Regions from separate parts of the Mus musculus genome. Here region 2 is linked to region 1. A link is a contact called in public promoter capture Hi-C data. All regions are on one chromosome and are shown on one strand. The core of a region is the stretch at or near the end of the contact, and the rest is flanking DNA. Distances in the headings are between cores, read along the strand shown. Region 1 holds the start of Ate1 (arginyltransferase 1). Region 2 overlaps Plekha1 (pleckstrin homology domain containing, family A (phosphoinositide binding specific) member 1).

Region 1 (5,989 bases), core at 1,715-4,214:
CTGAACTGTGGTCAGTGGTTGACAATGGGTAACAGAAATCAAGGGCAGTGAAACCAGTACTGGTCGTGGTGGTGCATTTCTTTAATTGCAGCATTTCAGATGCCGAGGCAGGCAGATCTTTCTGAGTTTGAGCCATGTCTGGCCTGCGTCGTGAGCTCCAGGATGGCCAGGGCTGCATAGTAAGACCATATCTCTAAGGGGCAAGAAAGTGAGACAGAGGGCTGAAGACATGGCTCCACAGTTGAGATCACTCGCTGCTATGTCAGGGGACCTGGGATCTGTTTCCCAGCATCGACAAGGCAGAGCACGGCTGTCTGTAATTCTAGTTCCAAGGGGTCCTATGCCCTCATGTGGATTCTTAAGGCACCAGGCATGAACTGGTGTGCAAAACGATCATACACAAAAATAAAAATAATCTTTAAAAAAAGTGAAATCAGGGCTGGAGAGATGGCTCAGCGGTTAAGAGCACTGACTGCTCTTTCAAAGGTCCTGAGTTCAAATCCCAGCAACCACATGGTGGCTCACAACCATCTGTAATGATATCTGACAGCCTCTCTGGTGTGTCTGAAGACAGCTACAGTGTACTTAGACATAATAAATAAATCTTTTAAAAAAAAGTGAAATTATTTCTGCTGTGTGGGATGGGGAGCTATTGTTCAAGAAAAGGTCAAAAGCCTTTCTGCGTACCTTCTATGTAGAGCAGGGCCTTCTGCCCTCTTTGGGTCAATCCATTGATCCTTGGTATGAAACATGAAGCAGATGAAGTGTTCCATAAAACTATGGGCACTGAGCTGCAACAAGTTCTAATTTTACACTTCTGTATTACATGGTCACCTGCTAGGTTCTTAAACAACTGTATGAACAACGTTGGTCACCAGGCCCTGAATTCATTATTAAACTTAACTAGATGCATCTTTAGCACGGAAAACCTTAGGGTCAAAACCGTTGAAATTTCCTTTAAAAGTTTATACATTTAGCCATGTACAGTGGTGCACACCCGGGATTCCAGCACAGTGGAGCCTGGGGGGCGGGGGGGGGGGAGGTCCAGAGTTCTAGGTCATCTAGGTTCATTAACAGTTGAAAAATAAGTTTGTTCACCGGCAGGAGAGGTGGTGGCTCAGTGGTTAAGAGCACTTGATGATCTTGCAGAAGACACAGAGTTTGGTTCCCAGCATCATATTTGATGTTGAAAGACCCACAAAGTGAGGACTCCCCCACGTTCTGACTCAGGAGAGGCGACACCCCAAATCACTCACAAGAAACGGCCTTGATGCAAACCGCAAGAGGACTTTTTATTCCAGGCGTGCTCTGGGGCCCAGTACACCACGCAGGGGTAGAGGACCACGGACCACGAGTGCAGAATTGGGACAGCTTTTATGGGGTTACAACAAAGCCTGCGTTTCGCAAACCAATCATTTCATAGCATCAAGACCCCACGCAGTTCTTTCAGTGTGTAATCTTTCCTTCCATTGTGCAAGCACTTTACAGTTGCTAGATAAGCAGTTAGTCAGCTCCTCTCCTCCTGTTATCTTACTAGGCCAGGATCACGTATTCAAGGGTCTGTCTTAATGCTCTTTCACCTAGTTCCATACAGGAAGCGGGCCCTGGAACAGCACGGAAGTGTGACCTTTTACCTGTATACTGGCAGGGAGCAGGGTCTGGAATTTGTGGTATTTAGGGCTTCTTAGGAGGCTGGAGTTGAGGCTGTATTTTTCCATCCTTTCAATCTTACATGAGTGGCTCAGAATTGTCTGCCCGTCAAGGTTTCAGGGTCTACAATGCCTTCTGGATGCCTCCAGCATTGGATGAAGGTTGTACACATATCTACTTGCAGGCTAAACACCCACAAACATAATTAAAAAAAAAAGTTTCCTGATTGCACTTTCTAGACACTGCAAAAAGGAATTCACCATATTGTCGACTATGGAAATTATGCCAGACAGACTTAAACATCTGTGTACGCAGAGGAGAAAGCTAAGGAATATTATCTTGGTAGGAGCATGCCTTTATTTTTACACTTTGCCTCACAACCTCATTCCCTAAAACACGTTCTTTGCAAATTGGAGACCCATGGAGTGAATTCAGATTATGTAAATGTTCAGCCTGAAGAGTTAAAAATTCTTTTTGAGTGATATTTAAAACTCCCTTTAAAAGAGGAAAGTGTCGCTTCGTCATTGGACATTCCGCTCTAGCAGAGTTGTTTGGATTCTAGATCCCTCTCTATCAAGCCAGCTCCGGCTCCTCGTTCCTCACAGGTGGTCAGGCGCAGAACTCGAGGTTAACCTTCAACTACAGAGCGCAAATGACCGGGTGAATCCCAACCTGGAGCCTCAGTTTCCCTATCTGTAAAGCGGGCTGAGAGATCGCGTCAGTGACAAGGACTGCTGTTGACTGGACAAGTAACCTGCTGGCCACTAAACACTGGGTTCCGAGACGCACCCCTGCAACCCAGGCTGGCGGCCAGTGGCCTGACCGGGGATCGGCGGAGAGCCGCGAACCCGGCAACCCCCGCGCTCTCGGCCCTTCCCCGAGGTTCCCCGCGCTGAGAGGCGTGGCCGCTCCTCAAGCCCACAGCGGCGGCCATGGCCTCGGTGGTGGAATACAAGGGCCTGAAGGCCGGCTACTACTGCGGCTACTGCGAGTCCAGGGAGGGCAAGACGTCGTGTGGTGAGTGTCCCGCCGTCCAGGTCGCCTTTACCGGCTTCAGCCAGGCTCTCGCTACGTCCTGGCAGGCCTGCCGCGCGGGTTGAGGCCGTTGGTCACCCGACTCCAGCTTCCCGGTCCCATTGGTCTCTCCTCAGCCGGCTTCCTTTCCATCCCGGTCTTCCCGCCCTCGCCCTCCCTAGGGGGTAGCCGCCCCTCACAGAGGAGGAACGGAACTAGCGGACGGCTGCCCGCAGTCAACATGGCGCGGGCGGCGTCAGTGACGTAGGGCGTCCGGTCCTTCCAGCCCGGGAGCACTCGAGTGGCTTCGCGCGATCTTCGGAGGCGCGCGCGTTGCATTGTGGGGTGGTGGAGGCGAAGGCGGCGGTAGCGGCGGCTGCGTAGGACTGGGTGGCGCAGCGGCGGCGGGGTCGCGGACATGGCTTCTTGGAGCGCGCCTTCACCTAGCCTTGTAGAGTATTTTGAGGGCCAGACCTCCTTCCAGTGTGGCTACTGCAAGAACAAGTTGGGCAGTCGCTCCTATGGTGAGCGAGCTCGGCCGGCGGGCGTGTGCTTCGGGCTCTGTGAGGGTCTTGGGTGGCCGCAGCCTGGGGGAGCGTCGTGAAGAGCCGGGTGTCCTCCACCCTTGCTCCCTCAGCGGCTGCTCTGGGAGACGGGAAGGGAGATGGGGAGGCTCCTGGGAGCTGACGGCCGCCCTGCATCCATCCCCGCGGCAGCCGAGGCCCCCTGCTGCATGTGTAGAGGGGCGTGTGCGTGCACACCTGTTCGCTGTCATTTTGGAGAAAGTGTCTGGGAGAACGTACTGGAAACCGAGATCGGCTTGATATTTTGATAAAATACCTGCTCGACTTTTTTTTTAAATCAGGGATTTATACCATGTCATTGTGCCAATCCATCTTGAAGACCGTAATAACGGTGTTCCTTCAGGCTTTAGGTTTCTTTTCTTTTTATTTTATTTTATTTTTCTGGCTTTTCGAGACAAACGTTTTCTGTGTAGCTCTGGCTGTCCTGGAATCCACTCTGTAGACCAGGCTGGCCTGGAATTCAGAGATCCGCCTGCCCCTGCCTCCCGAGGGTCTGGGATCAAAGGTGTGCATCACCACCGGGCTAGGATTCAGGTTTCTTACGGAAGATTTGTTTGTAAGCCGAATATGTACTTATTGTCTGCCGTGTCATGATCGGCAAATACAGAATCTAGGATGGATGGTTTAGAATAATCCTGCAGGTGGAAGCAAGGTAACTTGACTATAAATTTAGGTTAGAGATTTACCCGTTTTGAAAGACAGTTTAGTGGTTTGGCTGTGCACGGGATTTTGGTTTATGGATGCATTAAAAGTGTTTATTAGGAGAAAGTGTATTATTAGGTGAACCGCGGCCTTGGGTAGACAGTTATACAATCGTTAGATGCACGGATTACGAAGACCAGTTAAGTGAAAAAAACGCTTGGAGCATAGGGTTAAATAAACAGGATGCAGATGACAGCCGAGTACACGTGACAGCTGAGAGGAATACGGTCCAATAAAGCCCAAATAAGGCCAAGAAAGCACATCAAATGACAGTGGCTCACTTTGAGTGATAGAGATACTATTCTTTTTCAGAATTTTTATATTCTGACTATAATATTTGCCAGTATTATGTGACTGAAACATATTTTAATAGGGAGGACCTTACTACCCCTACCCCTAGTAATTTCGTATTAGAGAAAATTGGACAATATAAATATTTTGTGCTTCAAGATTTGTTGAAGAACAGTTTTATCATCTAGAAAGATAACTATAAATTCCCAGCATTTCAGTTTTCGTCTTTCCTGTAAGGCACTCTTCTGTTGGGTGACTGTTGTAGGAACTCTTGTTATATCTGAGTGGCCTCAGAACTACAGAGGATTCCTTTGAGGCTCAGAATAACTTGTTGGTGTCAGCGAGTGACTAGTCACTAGTTTTGCTTTGGATTGCTGTGATAACCACCATGATCAAGTGCAGTTTGGGGAGGAAAGGGCTTATTTCGTCTTAGAGCTTTCGCTCCATTGAGAAGTCAGGGCAAGAAGTGGAGGCAGGAAGGAACCTTGGGGCAGGAACTGAAATGAAGGTTATAGAACTGGTATGCTAACATTTTTACTGGAACTTGACACCATTTCTCCCCTCCTCGCTTGCCACTCTATAAAGCATGTTTCTATATATAGCTGGTACAATTTCTTCAGGAAGAAAAAAACTCGTCGTTTTAAGTTTTAGTTCAGGTATGTCCTTTACATGTTAATCCCCATCATTTTTGTCCCCTCGTCCACAGTGTCATAGTTATTTCACTGAATTGATAATTTCAGAGGCTCTGTCATCATCATCTTGTTCCCTTGGGATGCCAGTTACTGTCAGTTCATTTATTTTGAATGAGTATGTCTGTATATGTTTGTCCTATTTTTAAGGGTCAAGCCTGTGCTATATATATTATGCATAGCAAGTAGTAGAACTAACATACCTTTGTGCTGGTCAGCTTGACACAAGCTAGAGTTACCTGGAAAGTGGAAACCTCAACTGAGAAACTGCCGCTCTCCCATGGCCTGTAGTTAAGTCTTTTGTGACATATTTTGATTAGTGATTAATATAGGAGGGCCCAGCTCTGGGCATGGGGTACTGGGATGTACAAGAAACCAGTTCTAGCAAGCCAAGAAGAGCTAGTCAGTAGTCAGTGTTCTTCCCCGACCTCTGCTTCACTTCCTGCCTTTAGATCCCTGCCCTGAGGTATTTGCTTCCAGGGCCCTGACTCCAGTTTCTGCTCTGACTTCCTTCTATGATGCCTTGTGAGCTGTAAGAGGAAATAAACCCTTTCACCCCGAAACCATATTTGATTATAGTGTTTCTTGCATAGCAATAGAAGGTAAACTAATTAATGGCAACTCTCAAATAGGTGAGACCAGTGTGTTAACTCACTGGAGGTTCTCTGAAAGTTTGTGTGAAGTCTACAATTCCAGTGAGAATTGAGATGATTTATTAATTTTTAATTAAATGGAGTAGGAGTCACTTTTGATATATTTGATTCTTTAGATTAGATTTCTTTTTTTTTTGTTCCTGTTTTGAGAATGGGTCTCTTATATAGCCCTGACTTGCCTGGACTCCTAGAGTCACTTTGTAGCCAAGGCTGGCCTTGAACTCATAGAGATGTTCCTGCCTCTGCCTCTTGAGTGCTGAGATCAAAGGTGTGTGCCACCACACCTGACTTAATACCCCCTCCCCCCCAAACACACAGGATCTTATGTTACTCAGGTTGGTTTCAAATTTATTATATAGCTGAGGTTGGTCTTAAACCCTGACTCCTGACTCCTGACTCCACCATC
Region 2 (5,989 bases), core at 1,107-3,606, 370 kb before region 1:
CAAGGAATTCAGAAATAAATTAACTCCCTTAGAATTTACAAAACCAACTCTGAATGAAAGTGAGTCAAATCCAAACACTAAGATGAAGAACCCCCACGCCACCTGCAAATCAGCCAACTGTGAATGAGCACCGGAGAGCCAAATCAACGGGCAGAGGACAGCCAGGTACCTAATGTGCTTCTGCTCCACGGGACGATTTCATAGGAGGGATCTAAATGTGTCCTTAGCAGGCATTTACTGTGACCACAATAGAATGTCCCAATATCAGAAAAGAAAATAATGAGAAGAAAAACTGAGTAAAACAGACTTCAGCATTTATGACTAGCATAAATAAAAAGGCTACAGACTTCTCAAAAGTTACAAGGGAGTAAAATTCCACTCAGCAGGAATGAGGGCAGAGCTAGAGGACGGAGCAGACCTAAAGTATTTGATGAGTTCCTGGGTGGCAAGACCTGCACAGGAAGTGTCTCTCCATCTGACCTGCCTGGCTCGCAAAGGCCTGGTTAACACTGCAGGGCGGCCCGGTTGTTCTTTAACCCAAAATTCAGCTTACTTGTCCCAGCTGTCATTTAAAAAAAAAAAAAAAAAAAATCACTGTGAAATTTCTGCTACAACTTTAAAAGACTAGCTTGTAAGTTAGAACTTATGGTGGAAAAAGACATTTTAGAAATAGTGGACTTCTGCTTAGGAAAAAACTATGGCCATCTTCACCACTCTCCCAACCAGCAAGGGACCAGGAGCTGCTACACTGACAGTAGACTAACACATTTGAAAGCCTGCTTCCACTTTTGACTTTTAAAACTCAAGTCAGTAAAAATATCCTTCAAGATTATTTCTTTTAATATTGACCTTTTACAAATCTTTTTTTCTTTTCTTCTTTAAACATTTAGGAAAGAATTTACAATGTTACCCAGACTATAGCTGTGAAGGGCAGTGAACTATGGCCGTACACGCCTAAAACCGAACACTCAACTCATCACCATGCTCTTAGCCACAGTGCTCTAACAATCCCTAGGCTGAAACCACACTCTGAAAAACAAATTGTAAATTTTAAACGTATAGATTACATAGTACTCGGTAGACCACTAAATTAGTTGATCAAAATATCATTTGGAATGGTTCAAAAGGAAGGTAAACTACGTGTGTTAAAATGGGAATATTAATTTTTCAAAGATCCTACATGTAAATTATTGTCCATTTAAATATGAAATTAGACATGTCACACTCCAATATATTTAAATGTGCAAAATGCCTATAAGGTCTAAACTGGTAGAATTTTTATTCTAAAGAATTTAAGAGGCCGGGCATGGGCTGCACGCCTTTAATCCCAGCACTTGGGAGGCAGAGGCAGGCAGATTTCTAAGTTCAAGGCCAGCCTGGTCTACAGAGTGAGTTCCAGGACAGCCAGGGCTACACAAAGAAACCCTGTCTCAAAAAAAATAAAATAAAAAATTAATTAATTAACAAAATATCTATTTTTAACTTTTTTTTTTTAAAAGTTTATGTGTATGGGGTGTTTTGGCTACATGTCTGTACCCGCAGGCCAGAGGACAGTATTGTATGTGTTCCCTGAAACTGGAGTTACAGATAGTTATGGACAGTCACATGGGTACGGGAAACCAAACCCAAGTCGTCTGCAAGAGCAGCCAGTGCTCTTAACCACTTAGCCATCTCTCCAGCACCAACGAAACATAACGTAGTAAAGCCTGGGATTCTCTCATTCTCCTGTTTGCCTGGAATTGGCTCCAGTCGATTACCAATTCTACATTCAGGTCACTTACTTCACTGATGACTTCTGTATCTTACTTGTATTAACCTTTCTAAATATGAACTATAAACTCATGAAAATCAGTATCGAGATCTATCTAAAAACAGTAAAAATGTCATATAAAATAAAGCTGCAAGATCACAAGAGCTAATGAAAGGTCTATACCTTAAACACTGTTAGTTTCTCCTCCGTGCTGAAAAGTTTGCAATGGCACGTGAAAAACTTAGTTCCACAAATAAATGAAGTAACAACTCAAGGCATTCCAACTTGGTAAAATGCTGGGTCTATTCATTCCACTTTTCTCCAAATCACTAAAAGTAGCCAGTTCTGCTTATTATTGTAAACTGTGAAAAATGAATTCAGGAAAGTACTACATGCAGTCTCCATAAACACATCTTCTGGGTAGGGAACATTTATTAGGGGCTCAAAACGATCGACTAAGACCTTATAAGAACATAAACTTCTGAGTCTGTTCAAAAATACTGCTTTCCTGAAACTGCAAAAGTCCCCAAATAACTTCTGCTTCACGAACAGATCAGACGCGGTGTGTGGGTGTTTTCTGTCATGTGGTAACAAGCTGTTCTGGTGCAATACAAAAAAATGTGACCTAACTAAGGACAGCCTTGGTTGGCTATCTGAAGTCTGCTGCAGTGTGGCATAAACACGGAGTCACTCACTTTAGATGAGGACTTTACGCACTGCTTTTCAGGGCACTTGTGTAGACCAGGACCAGTAAATGACTGTACTCAGTAAGAACAAACTTTAGCTGATACAGCCCCACACAGGAGGAGTCCCTCCCACCCCTGTCCAGGCAGTCTACTCTGTGTGAGGAGGGAAGGTGCAGAGAGGCAGTCCGTGTGCACAGCAGCAGCAGCAGCAACTTGCTCAGAAAAGCTTGGCTGACTTTAAGAAGGGGTTCTTTGCTCACTGCACCACAGATTCAGGGTCCAGGGCGCAGGAATCCACAGCTCATCTTTCTGGAAAGCTAAGGGCAAACTTTCATCTGAAGCCTGCCTGCTGGCCCAGTAACAGTAAGTACTGGTGTTCATTTTTGAAACCAACCAAAAGAAAAGAGTTGTTAAGCAGCCACTGTAGCATCAGCAGAGGGAAGAGCGGCAGGCCATGGAACTCCAGGGGAAAGGACAGGTGAAAGAAGTCCAGAGCCTCAGACATCACGAGAGCACACAGGCAGAACCCTCTGCTTACCACAGCTCTTCAGACTCATCCCCAGACCTGTACCTGCCCCAGCCCACACCTACCTTCTCCTGTCATGGCTTAGAAAAGGAGAAAGCGTATGCCATTCTCAGAGTATGTGGTCAAAGCCTCTTATCCTATTCTAGATGCAAAACAAAAGCACAATCAGCATGTACAGAAATGTGGATCCTCCCTAAGGACACGGGGAAAGCCTTCAAGGCCCTAAGTCCCCACACACTAGACAGAGGCTCACAGTCAGTACACAGCTTTTAAACCAAGCTTGACTCTGCAATCTGTTGGTAAACTGAGGACATTAGACACATTTTTATAATGTAAACATTACTTCTGTAAAGGGAAACTTTTTCAAAAAAAAATACTTACTGTAATTTTTATAGCTTTGTTCAAGACATTTACCCACTCCACTAAGTCCTGCTGATCATTAGCTTGTAGAAAGTATTTTCTCATTCCTGCATTCATAACTGTCAAAAAAAAAAAGTGCATGAAATATTATACTTGTTACCTCTAAATTCTGTTTAGAACATCTATAAAAGTTTTACTGTAACTCTTGGATTTTACAAGATAAAAAAACCACTGTTTTCATCGCTAAGTTACACAGGCAGAACTCTTTTCTGGCCAGCCTTCACTAAATGAGGATACTGCTAAATAGTGAGTCAGTCCTCCAATGATGCATACTTCAGTTAACACAGGCCATCACAATAAAGTATCACTTGGGGAGATTCCTTCACACTTCAGCCAGTATTTCTGTGGAATAATTTTCTTCATATAGACTTATTGAGTCACAGAGAATTAACATTTAAAAATTTTGTTTGAGGGGATTAGAAAGATGACTCAGTAGTTAACAGCACTGGCTATACTTCCAGAGGACCTGGCTTTAATTCCCAGCACCCACCTGACAGCTCACAACTGTCTGAACCTCCTGCTCCAGGGGATCCACTATCCTCTTGCACTTTATGGTGGCTCCTACTTTTAATCCCAGCACTCAGGAAGCAGAGGCAGGTAGATCTCTGTGACTTTGAGGACAACTTGGTCTACAAAGCAAGTTCCAGGGCAGCCAGGGCTGATACACAGAGAAACCCTGTCTCAGTAAAACAAAACAAAACAAAACAAAACAAAACAAACAAAAAGCTGAATCCCTATACAAAAGCGTCTTCCCAATTGCCAATTGTGTCCACGAGGTTTCTAATAACTCTCATCTGTATTGTTATTAGCATTTGTGCTAAATATACAGCCTTGCTTTAAAGTCCTGAAGCTTAAGGGCTGAGTCTAAACCTCTATTTCATAGCTTCCTGGCAGCAGCCCCTCCAGATCTAAGGCTTTGTCTTACCTCTGTCCTCCTGTCTCCTAGCCACAGAGTCAGCAAAGTTTGAGTCACTGAAACATCTAACCACCTGTAATAATTACCTTGGGACAGAGAAATGCCTTAAATGGTGTTTCTATTCAACAGACCCTCACTGATACAGCACTCTATTAGTGACCTAATTAGTTGCCAATCAGTAAATAAGCAGACCTCCTTTGAATCTGAATTTGTTTTGTGTCTCCACCACCTGCCATTGCTCCATGAGTTCTGCATTTCCTGTGCTGACTTACTTCTCTGGAGCTGCTCAGCTGGAATTTCCTGATCTGCAGGAGCTTTTCTAGTAACGACTGCTTTATCACAAGCACTCGCCCCAGTCTGTCAGGAATTCTTACTGGTATGGTAGCTTTGATAAAACAAATATCCTATCAGTTTTCCCTTTAATCTTGTAGATTTCATATATTTGAAAACCTCCATAACTTAGGCTTATAAGCATCTTTATGTCTTAGCCTCTATAATATTTTTAGCCCAAAAATAATGTCTGTATTTAATTTAATTTTAAATACACTTGGAGCTTTTACACACACACACACACACACACACACACAAGTAAACAAACAAACAAACAAAAACAACAAAAAATATAAAACAAACCTTTTACTTTTGAGATATTATGTATCCTTGGCTGGCCTACATCCTCAGTATGCAGACCAGGCTGGCCTCAAACTCAGAGATCCACCAGGCTCTGCCTTCCAAATTCTGGGATTAAGGGCACACTTTCTATGAAATTTACAAATGACCCCTTGGGGCCTGAGATGATCCACTTCATAAAACACATCTGCAAACAGCTGTCTACAAGCCATAAGGGGCTCTTCACACCTATTTATATCATATGCATTTGTGAAGAAAATCAACTACTACTGTAGGAATTGAAATTGTTCAAATATCAACTTCCAAGGCCAGGTATGGTAGCACATACTTTTAATCCCAGAATTCTTGGAGGCAGAGGCAGGCCTCTGTGAGTCCAAAGTCAGCCTGGTCAACACAGTGAGTTCTACGACAGCCAGGACTACAGAGTGAGAGACCCTGTCGCAAAACCAAATGAAAACAAAAAACTTTGAAGAGCCTCCACCATAACCCTGAATAATTAATACACCAGCACTCAGATGAATATGACCAAGAGAAGAAGGAAATGAAAACCCTCAAGGGAAAAACAAAATTATTTTTCAAACACAAGACTTTGGAACTGGGCCTGAGAGTGAGGCATTCTAACCAGAGCTCCCTGGCTAAGCTTAGGGTCACAGAGAAGAAGTCAAAGTACACCCCATGAAATGCCACAGAAAAAAATTCATCCGAAAAGCAAAAAAAAAAACCCCAAAAAACAAAAAACAAACCTGTCATCAATTGTACTTTTATATGAATGGAAAATTTAAAGAAATATATATGTATATATGTATGTATGTGTCTATATGTATGTGTGTGTGTGTTCCAGCACAACTGTGTCTATCAACAAACAGCAGTTGTTGTTAACTTCAGCAGTCAGTTCAGTATGCTTTCAAAACTTCTCCAAAATATTGTTTGAAGCAACTCTGGTCCCAGGTGGTGCCCAGACATACATGCAAGGAAAGCACTCATATATACAAAATAAGATAGTAAGTTTAAAAATTTTTTAAAAAAATTCTAATTGTGTACTGCAACATCTGGCACAAAGC

What was found. Promoter capture Hi-C pulls out the DNA fragments that hold promoters and counts their contacts.
Region 2: a contact with region 1 is called in a promoter capture Hi-C map of hippocampal neurons, with 2.5 times the contacts expected there. The contact joins the enhancer-like site here to the promoter of Ate1 in region 1. A contact is called at or near these places in 4 of 39 promoter capture datasets (the 3T3-L1 cell line, embryonic stem cells, hippocampal neurons and 1 more), 3 of 484 Hi-C or Micro-C datasets (stem cell-derived neural stem cells, uterus and ventricular fibroblasts), 4 of 115 datasets of contacts at active chromatin or transcription factors (astrocytes, bone marrow-derived macrophages, large pre-B cells and 1 more) and 3 of 9 other capture datasets (adipose tissue, liver and pancreatic islet).

What each region holds. Positions count from the first base shown.
Region 1 is chr7:130,516,555-130,522,543 of GRCm38.p6, reverse strand. It overlaps Ate1 (arginyltransferase 1), which reads left to right and starts at 2,964. Exons shown (of 12, transcript NM_013799.3): 1 at 2,964-3,188. The coding sequence starts at 3,083. It overlaps Gm4275 (putative uncharacterized protein ZNRD1-AS1), which reads right to left and starts at 2,953. Exons shown (of 4, transcript XR_869987.2): 1 at 2,699-2,953.
Region 2 is chr7:130,889,633-130,895,621 of GRCm38.p6, reverse strand. Plekha1 (pleckstrin homology domain containing, family A (phosphoinositide binding specific) member 1) reads right to left here. Exons shown (of 13, transcript NM_001346515.1): 5 at 3,344-3,441. Among named protein-coding and RNA genes, the nearest start is that of Mir7061, 16 kb to the left of the region's middle. Within about 2 kb of position 2,356, at least 108 of the 459 cell types and tissues checked have an H3K27ac peak or open chromatin away from gene starts, as enhancers often do. A contact at or near this core is called in adipose tissue, bone marrow-derived macrophages, hippocampal neurons and 2 more, where this site is marked.